2 separate regions of the Sus scrofa genome follow, and region 2 is linked to region 1. The links are chromatin contacts, called in public Hi-C maps. All regions are on one chromosome and are shown on one strand. Each heading gives the region's core, a stretch centred on a gene start, on an enhancer-like site or on the middle of the called end of the contact. The rest is flanking DNA. Distances are from core to core; before and after follow the strand shown. Region 1 overlaps TBC1D22A (TBC1 domain family member 22A). Region 2 has its middle 15 kb from the start of CERK.

What was found. Hi-C and Micro-C count contacts between places; a contact is called where the count stands out from the background.
Region 2: a Hi-C map of retroperitoneal adipose tissue shows a contact between it and region 1, with 5 times the contacts expected there. The contact joins two enhancer-like sites. A contact is called at or near these places in 4 of 47 Hi-C or Micro-C datasets (liver, retroperitoneal adipose tissue and skeletal muscle).

What each region holds. Positions count from the first base shown.
Region 1 is chr5:2,733,818-2,739,885 of Sscrofa11.1, forward strand. All of the region lies in intron 5 of TBC1D22A (TBC1 domain family member 22A), which reads right to left. Among named protein-coding and RNA genes, the nearest start is that of TBC1D22A, 50 kb to the right of the region's middle. Within about 2 kb of position 2,679, at least 1 of the 83 cell types and tissues checked has an H3K27ac peak or open chromatin away from gene starts, as enhancers often do. A contact at or near this core is called in retroperitoneal adipose tissue, where this site is marked.
Region 2 is chr5:2,800,959-2,807,026 of Sscrofa11.1, forward strand. No RefSeq gene overlaps it. Among named protein-coding and RNA genes, the nearest start is that of CERK, 15 kb to the right of the region's middle. Within about 2 kb of position 3,628, at least 17 of the 83 cell types and tissues checked have an H3K27ac peak or open chromatin away from gene starts, as enhancers often do. A contact at or near this core is called in retroperitoneal adipose tissue, where this site is marked.

The DNA of each region.
Region 1 (6,068 bases), core at 1,429-3,928:
AAGGCAATTGGAGGTTCCTGCAACACAATTTATAGGTGCGCTGTTTCCATTTATTTTAATTTTATTTATAGCCTTCTGCCCAGAGCCCGTTGGGCGCAGGCGGCTATAAATCACAGATCACAAACACGGTGCTGCTTTGTTCCTCTGCTGACGCTCAGATACCGGGGACTGTTTGGGGAGCTCTAATGTGAATACTAATTCGTTTTTCAATCAGACCAGGGGTGTGAACCCACTTGGAAAAACTGCATAAAACAAAATTGCATTACACACCAGATATGATCTTGAACCAGAGGACGCTGGGAGCGCCCTCTGAGACGGAATACGGCCTGCTGGGGGGGCGGGGGGCAAGTGCCCTGCACCCCCAGACAGGGGCTTAACCACAGGCTTGGCCTCGCTCACCGGATGACCCTGAGGCACGTTCCTTGACCTCTACGTTCCCTCAGCTACAAAACGGATCGGTGGCCAGAGATCCACCCTGGCGAGCACCCGGAGCTGAAACGAGGCTCCACGGATCCTCCCTGGAGAGCGCGCAGAGATCAAACCGCGGCTCCATGGCGCCTCCTGGAACCACGTCCCTGCACAGCAGCCCGGGGCGGGCAGTGTCAGGCCCTTCAGCTCTGTCCCCACGTGTGACGCTGGGTCGTCTCCGCCGCATCTCCATCCTCCTGGCCCCACACACCCAACGCCTCGGGCCCGCCCGCCCTGTCCCCCCGACGTCGCCTCTTCTCCAGCCAGTCACTCCCACCCAGCCAGTGCCAAAAGCCCGCAACACGGCCTCACTCGCGACCCGTCAGTCCCCAAATCCCGGCGACACCACGTCCCTCTGACATACCTCTCGTGTCTTTCTTTTTTTTTTTTTTTTTTTTTTTGTCTTTTTTGCTATTTCTTGGGCCGCTCCCGTGGCATAGGGAGGTTCCCAGGCTAGGGGTTGAATCGGAGCAGTAGCCACCGGCCTACGCCAGAGCCACAGCAACGCGGGATCCGAGCCGCGTCTGCAACCTACACCACAGCTCACGGCAACGCCGGATCGTTAACCCACTGAGCAAGGGCAGGGACCGAACCCGCAACCTCATGGTTCCTAGTCAGATTCGTTAACCACGGAGCCACGACGGGAACTCCGTGTCTTTCATTTCTTCTCTACACCACTGAGCAGCCTGACCTCTGCTCTTCCTGCCTCTCGCCCCGAATCCAGCCTCACCTCTGCACGCCCTCCAGGCGGCCGCCAGGATGCACCTCCTGAAATCTGTGAGCGGGCTGGCGGGCTGGCTGTTCCACCGCCCCAGGACCCACTTCCCTAGAAAGGACTGTATGTTCCTGTTCCGTGAGGTTGACCCTGGCTGTGTGCTGTGCTCTGGCCAGTGCAACGTCGTGGGTGTGACACACAGTGTCCTGGAAAAGCCGTGGGAGGCCCCAGGAGTTTCCACCAGCCCTCAGCTTCCGCGGTCCATGGCGAGAACAGTCCTAGACAGAGACCGCGCTTCCGAACCAGGGCCTGGGTCGGGGCTTCCCCTGTGGCTCACACCAAACAGGGCCCGGGGATTTCTCTTCTCCGAGACTGTCCCCCGCGCTGGGGAGGCAGGGAGCGGACCTGAGCGTGGCGGTGATGAGCAGCAGACGGACCCCGGCCCCAGCATCCCTACAGAGCCCTGCCTCAGGGCCGCCACGACCACACCCGCGACGCCCTCCCTCAGCTCCAAACGCTTGGTCCACAAACACTGCCTCCCCTGAAAAGGCGTCCACCTGCCGCGGTGCACTGCCCCCTCCCTCCCGCAGGTGTCAGACCCGCCTCTCCAGCCCCTGGCAGTCCCTGGGAATAAGGTCCGTCTCCCTTTCCTTTGCTCCTTTGTGCGCTTGGTGCCCAGCACAGTTGTCCCTGGATCTGTTCATTTGCTGCGGGTTTTTTTAAGACCGCATTATTTAGAAATACTGACACATTCAGTCTTCGTAACATCATTTCCGTCTGAACACCTAACAGTGAATTTCAAAGCTCCGACCCCCAAACAGGAAGAGAGCCAGTTTTGGAAAGAGAGCCTGGAGACGACCTGAGAAGTGCATGGAGGGGACTAAGAGGCAGGAGGCCTCAGGAGGCACGTAAATGCCCCCGTCCCCGTCGCTGAGATTAAGAGCTGCGTTACCACTCCCTACCGTGGGCAAACAGGCCATCGTAGACGCTTATTTTACGGCTCAGTCTCTCATACATTATGCAGGAGGACAGTCTTAACTTGGCTTTTCTCTGGCCTTCCAGATGCAGTATTAATTTGGCAGCAGCATTAAGCAGCTGTATTCTCTCCATGCTTGTAAGTCAGTTCTAAGAGTTCTGTCGCTAATCAGCAGCAGAAACAGAAATGACTTCACGAAAGTCATGGAGCTTAGAAGAAAGAGGCTATGACAGAGGCTTCTCCACGAGGTCCCCGCTCTCGCCAGGCCACCAAGCACGGTGAGGTCTAGATGGGTGTCGGAGGAGGCACAGGTGCTTGTGGGAGTCCCAGGAGGGGATCACAGAGAAAGAGGGAAACCTGGGGGAAGGTGGAGCCCACTGGGAGCCCAGGAAACCCACCACACAGGCAGCTGCTTGACTCGGGAGCTGTGAGGGGGTGGGATGAGATTCCGACCAAGGCAGGACTTTGCAGGCCGCCCCTCAGCTGACTTCAGCTGCCACACCCAGAAGGGAAGAGGCGGGCCTCGCCGGCCCCCAGGCCCCTCGCAGGGCAACTCTGTGGCCCCCAGGCTCCTCGGGCCGCGCCTCCTTGCCTGCCTGCTTTCCTCGCTCACCAGCGTCCTATCCTGGTGGGTCTGCGTCTCGCCTCTCACGTGTCTCTCGCGGAGACGTGAAGAACCCGACCCTCGGTGAGTCCGGACACCGGGTGAGTGATGCGAGTTCAAAACCCTGGGGTTAAGTCTGTGAGAATTCACATGTGTCTCTTCTACCCAAGGAAGCCGTGGTTCCTCCATTTGGTTCCTGCTTCATCCGAGACCCCACCTTCCCTCTCCTCCCAATAACGGTTTGTTTCAAATCAGCCAACCGGGAAGGCTGTGCGCCCTGACCTGACCCGTGGGAAGGGGACAGAGGCACCGCCGGCGTCAGGGATGCGTGGGCGGGCCTTCCTGCTTCGCGTGGGCTTTCTGGGCGCCCGCGGCCTCCTGCCGAAGGAGAGAGCCTCGTCGAGCTTTCCCGTGTGTGCGTCTCACCTTCCCACACTGACGTCCGGGCCCGCGTCACCTTTCTGCTGCCAGTCCCGATCTGGGTCCTGGCCGGGTGTGCGTCCCTGGCCGGGTTCCGGCCGGCACTGCTGTCAGTTTCCGTCCCACACACACAGTCTAAGAACTTCGAGATGCCCCTGGGCTCCCTCCGGCCCTCCTCACCGAGTGGACCTCGGGGTGTGAAAATGCACTCGAGGCCCGCGCCCCGCAGGGGCCCCCGCAGGACCTGACGAGGCTGGGGGTCGGGGGGGGGGCGCAACACAAGAACAGGAACCCATCTGGCCTCAGTTCCGGGCAAGGAACTTGGGGATGTGCGGCCTCACGGCCTCTGCCGGCCTTTCTAGCGCCTCCTGCTCCGCGTCTGAAATGGGGACGGTGACAGTGTGAGGTAAGACGTAGGAAGCAGGGACAACAGCGCCTGGCGTGGCGGTCCCGTGCACCAGACGTCAGGGTGGGCGTGTGTGTGTGTGTGTGTGTGTGTGTGCGTACAAGTGTACGTGTGTATACACGTGAGGGGCACATCCAAAGCGGGGGCGGGCCAGTGTGGCTAGAAGTGAGGGGCTGAGAGCAGCCCAGGACGAGGTGGGAGGGCAAAGGCCAGACCGGAAGGGGCCTGGCCTCGGACCCCAGGCTGAGGAGTCTGAACGTCACCCCTGAGCCACAGGCAGCCTGTCCAAGGCCTTGCAGGAGACTCTAACACAAGCTGACAGGTGTCAACAGAAGACTGCACGTGGGAGGCAGGTGGCAGAGGAAACAGCACAAGAAGGCCGGCCCGGACACTCACAAAACGGTCCCGGCCAGAGACGGGCGAAACCTGACCTGGCACAGTGGCGGTGGCAACGGACAGAGAGTGTGAGACAGACAGGCTTTCCCCGCGACCAGGCGGCACTGGGGAGAAAGAATGCTGCTGACAGCAAAGGGTGAGGGAGTTCCCGTCGTGGCTCAGTGGTTAACAAACCCAACTCGTATCCATGAGGACATGGGTTCGATCCCTGGCCTGACTCAGTGGGTTAAGGATCCGGCGTTGCCGTGAGCTGTGGTGCAGGTCACAGACACGGCTCGGATCCTGGGTTGCTGTGGCTGTGGTGTAGGCTGGCAGCTGCAGCTCCAATTTGACTCCTAGACTGGGAACCTCCATATGCCATGGCCACAGCCCTCAAAGGACAAAAATAAAATAAAAATAAAAGCAGAAGGTGAGAGCCAAGGAGCACGGCAGGCCGTTCAAATGCTTCTGGCCTCTTCAGCTCTCCCTCCTTGAGCTCGCCTCCCGGAGAAGCTGCAAGCCTCTTCTGTTTAACTTCATCACTCTTCCATGCATCTATCCGTCCCGGCAGCGAGGGGGGCTCATGCTTAAAACTGTCCCCGCAGTTCCCGATGTGGCTCAGCAGAAACGAACCCGACTAGCATCCATGAGGACACAGGTTCAATCCCTGGCCTCGCTCAGGCTGCCCAAGCCCCGTATCTTCCAGCAGAAATGACGGCCACACCCCCTGGGCAGGCCGGTCACCTGCCCGCTGGCAGCCAGGCCTCTCCGCTTCAAAAAGGCCGTCACTCACGAAGCAGCCCGTGTGGCTCGTGAGGAAGGAGAACGGGAGATCCTGGCAGGTTCCGGTGGCGGGAGGGGCTTCGGGATGGGCAGGGAGGGGCAGAGAGGCAGGGAGACAACCCGCGGGGAGAAGGCCAAGGGCACCACGAGCACGCAGACCTCGACCCTCTTGCCCACGACCGCTGCCCGAGCAGGCCCGGCGGAGGCACCTGGCGAAGGGCGAGGGGCCAGACCCCACCCGCTGCCTCCCTGAGGCCAGCGTCCGACCGGCAGGGACCGGTCAGCAGAAGCCCCCGCCCCGGGCGGCAGCGGCTGTGGGCTAAGCACGCGGCGGACACGGGTTCTAACCAAACGGTGCCGCCGCCCCGCGTGACTCGCAAATAGATGGTGCAGAACCCCTCACCGGAACTTGCCCTCCTGGCGCAAAGAACGACGCCTGCCGCCCGACAGCAAGCCTGACCGGGAAGGGGCTCTGGTGGTGGCTTTTTGGCAAAGGAAGAAAACGGTCTACGGTGAGCTGCTCTCACACAGGCACACACACGGAAAGGCAAGCCGCGTCGGGAGCTGCTCCCGCGGGCTCGTTCGACAGCGACCCGAGCCCCAGGCAGGAGCCGGGAGCCACGAGGACGCCGAGGCCTCGACCTGGAACCAGACCAACGCCAGCCCCGCCCCGCAGCCGTCCAGCCCGGGCATCTCACCCGTGGCCACACGTATGAAGGGCCAGCACCGGCTCCCGAGAAACTCAATCTTGCAGGGAACTCGGATCAGGTGGTAAGAAACTAATGGCTTTAAGCGCCTTCAACGGCTGGTGAAAATGTCTCAAATCCGCCCACACCCAGGGAAGCTGACTGTCACTAAGAAGGGGACGCAGAGTGACCCCTTAAGACAGAAACCGCTGACCAGTCACATGGGAGAGAAGAAAGGGGCACAGATGCACCCGGTGCGCTGGCTCACACCCCAAGTGCTTTAGGGAAACTCCTGGGAACAGAAATGCCAACCCAGACATGACTCTGACTGCATTTCAGGGGGTTTGGTGTGTTTTCAGAAATCTCAGGATCCGGAGAACTCCAGAAATGAACCAGCCCAGGGACCACGGGCCGAGATGTCCCTGCAACTCCACGACCGGGTCTCGTCAATTCTGAGATGACAAGGAGCAGCGCTGGAACTTGCCAGGAAGGGGTCTGTGCTCTGCAATCAGGATCAGATTGTCCAGAAGAGCGAACAGCCCGGGGCCGTGCGCGGATCCCCCAGGCGCTCCCTCATGTTGCCCCCGCAACCCTACGCCCACGGCAGAGCAGCAAGCGGGTGAGGAGCCCCAGGG
Region 2 (6,068 bases), core at 2,378-4,877, 68 kb after region 1:
TCCCCCACCCTGTCCTCACGGAGCAAAGACGCAGGGCGGACACCGCGTCCTCAAGGGCTGTGCCCCCTCCTCGCGGCCATGGGTTGTGGGCAGGAAGGCTGCCAGGCCGCCAGGCCGAAGCCTCCGGGTTCTGTGGAACACACCTGAGGACCAGTGGTCCCGGTGGCCACGGCCTCGCTCCCACCACCTCCCTGGCTGTGGACTGCGACCTTGGCCAGTGCAAAGCCTTTCAGGGTTTCCTGTGGTGCATCCGATGCTTGGAGACCAGGAGTTCGCGTCGTGGTTCAGGGTAACGAGCCCGACTAGGGTCCATGAGGATGCGGGTTCGATCCCTGACCTGGCTCGGTGGGTAAGGATCTGGTGTCGCCGTGAGCGGTGGTGCAGGTGGTAGATGCAGCTGGGATCCTGCGTTGCTGTGGCGGTGGCCTAGGCCGGTTCCTGCAGCTCCTGTTCAACCCCTGGCCTGGGAACCTCCATATGCCGCGGGTGCAACCCTACAAAGAAAAGCAAAGAAAATTCCCTGAGCAGACCAGCCAGCTTAGTCATACAAGCAAAGCTTAATGTATCTCATTTTCCAGGATCTGGCTATACCCTCCCATTTTCCTGTGACCGGGTCGCCTCTTGCTTATTCGTCTGAGAACCGTAAGTGAACTTAACTGGTCCCCCAAGGTGAGGGGAGGAGCTCGGGGTTGGCACGTACACACAACTGTGTGTAAGCTAGGTAACAGCAAGGACCTGCTTCTTTAGCACAGGGAAGTCAGTGTAATACTATGTGATGACCTATAGGGAACAGAATCTGAAAAAGGATACGTGTGTGTGTATAACTGATTCACACCAGAAATTAATACAACATGCTACATCAGTTATACGCCAATAAAATGTTCAAAAATGAAAAGAAAAGAGTTCCCTGGCAGCTCCGCAGGTTAAGGAACCAACATTTTCACTGCTGTGGTGGAAGTCTCATCCCTGGCCCAGGAACTTCCAAATGCTGGGGGCATGGCCAAAAAAAAAAAAAAAAAGGAAGGAAGAAATGTATGGAAACCTTATAAATAAGGAAGTTAAAGACCCCAAGAGGAAACTCTGATTTCATAATTAAGAATACATTTTGTTTGACTAAACACTTCAAAGAACATATTCAAAGAGGAAATACCAGTGGTAAGTGAACAAATAAAAATGGGACTTTTTGGTAATTTTTTTAAAGAAAAAAATAAAATACCGCTACTCATCAAAAGCACACAAAAGCTTTTTTTTTTTTTTTTTTTTTTTTTTTTTTGGCCTTTTTAGGGCTGCAACCACAGATATGGAAGTTCCCAGGCTAGAAGTCGAGTTAGAGCCACAGCCATGGCAACGCTGGATTCTTAACCCACTGAGCGGGGCCCGGGACCAAACTCACCTCCCTATGGACACCCGTTGGGTTCCTTACTGCTGAGCCCAAGTGGGTGTTCCCACATGCGCTTTTTAAAATTGAAGTATAGCTGATTTACAGTGTTTTATTAATTTTTGCTGTACAGCAAAATGATTCACTTGTATGTATGTACATGTGTAAACGAGAGGGAAGGTGGAGCCCACTGGGAGCCCAGGAGACCCACCACACAGGCAGCTGCTGACCGGGAGCTGCGAGGGGGTGGGATGAGATTCCGACCAAGGCAGGACTTTGCAGGCCGCCCCTCAGCTGACTTCAGCTGCCACACCCAGAAGCGAAGAGGCGGCCTCGCCGGCCCCCAGGCCCCTCGCAGGGCAACTCTGTGGCCCCCAGGCTCCTCGGGCCGCGCCGCCTTGCCTGCCTGCTTTCCTCGCTCACCAGCGTCCTCTCCTAGTGGGTCTGCTTCTCGCCTCTCGCGTGTCCCTCGCGGAGACGTGAAGAACCCGACCCTCGGTGAGTCCGGACACCGGGTGAGCAACTCGAATTTAAAACCGTGCGTTTGGGAGTTCCCGTCGTGGCTCGGGTGGGTAACGAATCCGACTAGGAACCATGAGGTTGCGGGCTCGATCCCTGGCCTCGCTCCGTGGGTTAAGGATCCAGCGTTGCTGTGAGCTGTGGTGGGGGTCACAGACGCCGCTTGGATCTGGTGTTGCTGTGGCTGTGGTGTAGGCTGGTAAAGCAGCTCCGATTGGACCCCTAGCCTGGAACCTCCATATGCCGTGGGTGTGGCCCTATAAAAATAAAAAGACAAAAAAAATAAAAATAAAAAAATGAAACCGTGGGTTCAGGTCCCAGTCTGTGTTGTGGCTGGGTCAGGCTGTTCGTGCTGTCAGTGTCGTGTGTGTATGAGCGTGTGGCACATTCTCTTTCTTGTGCTTTCCCGTCGGGTTTGTTGCAGGACGGCGACTGTCGTCCCCTGTGCTGAACTGTAGGACCTTGTTTGGCTTTGCTACTTTTGGGGCTGAATTCACAGCATGTGGGAGTTCCCAGGCCAGGGACGGGATCCACAGCTGCAGCGGCAGCCACACCCGATCTTTACCCCCCTGCCCTGGGCCCGGCATCAAACCTGACACCCACAGTGACTGGAGCCACTGCAGGCAGGTTCTTAACCCACTGTGCCATGGTGGGAGCTCCGGCAGGGCCTTGTTGTTCATCTCTCTTGTCTATAATAGTTGGCCTCTAATCCCAGTCTCCCAAGCCGCCCCCCCTTCCCCCGGCAACCGCAGGCTTGTGGTGGCAACCACACCAAATGCTCCCTGGGACAGTAGTCGGACAGATGAGCAGTGTTTCATAGACACTAACACACTGAAAACAACAAAAATTGCAAACAACCTACATGTCCCCCCACAGACAGAACGGGCGAAGTGAATGATGAGGCAATCGGGTGACGCGGCGCCACGTTGCGCGTGACAACCTCCAGCTCCTCTATTTTTACAAGGTTGTTCACAGCCCATTATTAAGTGTCCAAGGCAGGTCGTGTTTGTTGCAAGGAGTTTAGTGTGTCGACCCAGGAGAAAATTCTAGACCATTCGGCCAGCTAAGATGTTTCCAGATGTAAAACACATGACTCAGCTGATTTAAACATCGAAGAGGATTTATTGGTTCAGGACCTAGAAAGTCCAGATTTGAGCAAGGCTTTTCACCCAGTCCAGCCCGGGCTGCAGATCCACTTCGCAGGGGTGGTTTGGATCCTGTCGCCCTTTGTGGGCAGACTTGGTCTTCAGACTGACTTTGCCCACAGTCACAGGGTGGCTGCCAGCAGGGACAGGGACGAGCCCTTCTGGGGCGTTAGGCTTGCTAGTGACAGCTCTGAAGGCAGCCCCCACCCAAGGGACCAAGCCCCAGGGCACAGCCGCTGGGAAGTGACCCCAGAGCACCATGCAGGGGGACTTCCGCCCCACTTCAGCCCCTCCATCCCTGCAGGTGCCAGGGCAGGGCTGGGTAGGGCGCTGGCTGGATGGGGGAGCCCCGGGGACAGCCCAGGGCGGGTCTCTGTGCAGGAATCCCGTGCCCCTCCTAGAGCAGGCCCAGTCCTCCCCAGCGCCCACCTGCCTCCCAAGCCCCTCGCCCTCACACGTGCTCCCAGGTCTCCCGGCCCCTGGGCCCACAGCACAACTCCAGCGCCTTCGGATCCGCTGGGAGGCTGGCTCCCTCCACGCAGCTTTCCCAGCCGCCTCTAGAGGGCGCAGAGCAAAGGAAGAGCGGGGCCGGGGGCAGGCTGGCCGGGCTGAGCGCAGGGCACCCCGGAGCACGTGCGGCCGCCTGGGGCAGTGCCCGGTCAGTCGGAAGGCATCTGTGTTTGCAGCGAGATGCCTGGGCAGAGTTCTGGGAGCCCCGAGGCAGCTGGGCCCGGGTGCCCTTACCCGCATCCTCCAGGTCTCGCCAGGTCCAGCAGCCTGCCCAGTGCCTGAGACTGGACACACGCCCCCGCCCCGGCCTAGAACTTCAAGCAGCGTGTGGAGTGGAGGGTGTCGGCCAGCAGGGCAGAAGCCCAGGCCAACGAAGGCGGGCAGAGGTGTCTCTGGCAGGGAGGGGTCCATGATGCTGGGTGCCCTGCAGCAGCCCATGGGCCGGATGGAGCCTGCCAGAGGTCATGGATGGCAGCCACCTACACCGGCAACCCACCTCCCACCCCCGACCCCCTCGGTGAGCCCTGGAAACTCAGGATGTGGAAACACAGGATACGGGCCCCCATAGCTGGGGTGCGTGTGGAAGGAAGATTTCAAGGCGCCCCGACGCTCGCATCTTCCCACCCAGAGGAAAGCAGTCGGTTCGGTAGCTTGAGGTGATGTCCTCTAGTTAACGGTCATCTTTTGTCCCCACTACCTGCCCTTCTCGCAGAAACTCCTCTAACTCCCGGCTCCCCCACCTCCTCAGCACAGTTTTCTCCAGGTCGCCCGAGATGCTGCCTCCCGGGCTTGAAGTCCTAAGAGAGCCTAACTCTCGACCTGTGGGCTGTGCTTCCTTCGCAGTCCACACCCTCTTGGCTCGCTGGAATTTGTGTGCCCTGTGCCGGGCCACGCTGGCCCGCCAGCTCCACTCCAGTCCCTGTCACCCTGGCGGCGGGGGTCTCGGGGGCTTTCCGGTAGGGCCCCCGTCCCAGATGTGCTGTGCAGGGCCTGGAACCCTCTCGTCCCTTTCTGGACCATCGGCCCAGCTCTGCTGCCCAGGACGTCTTGGCTGTGGTAGGATTTGCTCAAAGGGAGCGCTTGCTCCCCACCTGGGCCCCCGGCTTGTGAGTATGAGCGTCAGGTCTAGGATGAGCGGCTCCTCTCGGGCAGGCCCCATGCGGGAGGTGGCTTCCCAGGACGTGGAAGGGCTGGGGACAGAGGCCTGAGCAGGTCTGTAACATGAGTCATAACCACCATCCTGCTGACCCACGGGGTCCTTCCAAAGATCAGGGGGGAGGGGGAGGGCACCTCCCCTCATCTCAAGCCCCCGGGAGCTGCTGGTGGGGTTACCCCTGGGAGCTGTCAAAGCCGGGCTGTGGCCCCCGTCCAGCGTGGCCGCTCTGGGCTGCCGGCCAAGGCCGGGCATTAAGCACCTGTCCAGCGTGGCCGAGTTCGGCCCGTGCCCTCCCGCCGCCCGCTTCCCTGCTTCCTCACTTCCTCGCTCACGCCCGTCAGCCACTGACCCCAGACGCGCCTCCACGGCCGCTGCCGCGACCCCACCCAGCGTCCCTCAGACCAGGCGTCCGGCCCGCGGCCCGGCGGGCCTGCGGGAGCAGAGACGGGCCTGAGTCATCACACCCACGGGCCCCCCGGGCAGCGCAGACAAGGAACAAAGGTTCAGAAATTGGGACGGGAGCCTGGGCCTGTTTCCCCAGCGTCAGAACACGTCTGAGCTCCCTCATGCCAGCCACCCACAGAGGCAGTGCCAGCCTCCTCGAGCCCTGCCGCCAGGCCCTGGCTGGCACCCCGCCATGCTGGATGCCAGGGCCCATGTCTTGTAAAGAGCCCCGAGCATCCTCTCCCAGCCCCTCTCCCCCGCCCCCAGCCCCTCTCCCCTCATCTCCTGAGCATCCTGAGTCAGGGCGTCATAGGCCACGTGCGGCCGGAGAACTGGCCAGGGTCCAGTGACACAGTTCTGTGTGACCTGGGCACAGCCAGCCCCTCCGGGCCTCACCTACCCCATCTGTGAAATGGGAGTAATAACCAACCACACAGGATTCCTCTAAAGATCAAAGGCACATACCCGGGAAACTGCTCGGCTGAGATGCAAGCCTTGTACCAGCCAACATGAGGGTTTTGCCACATTGGGGCCGAGGTGGGCCTGCCTCGGGGTGGGGCCTCCAGCATCAGAGGTCCTCTGTGGATGCTGGAGAAGCGAGTTTGCCCGCCCCGAAGCCCCTCCCACCTCCCCACTACCGCCCAGACCAACTTTCCTCCCCTTCACCACACAGCCTGCCACTCCCGGCACTTCCCGCTTGGTTGTGGGTCTGGAATCCGCTGACCCTGGCTTTGCCCCCATGGGGAGGTGGCAGCCTGGCAAAGGGGCTTCCTTTCAGTGCCTTCCTGCCAGCTTCCGCCCGTTTCTTTATTGGAAAAGGAAGAGGGTGGCAAAGGGGTGAATTTGTTGGCGCAGGAGTTTAAGCGGGAGACGAAGCTGGCGCTGTGCACCTGGACTCAGCCCTCTCCTGCTTCCT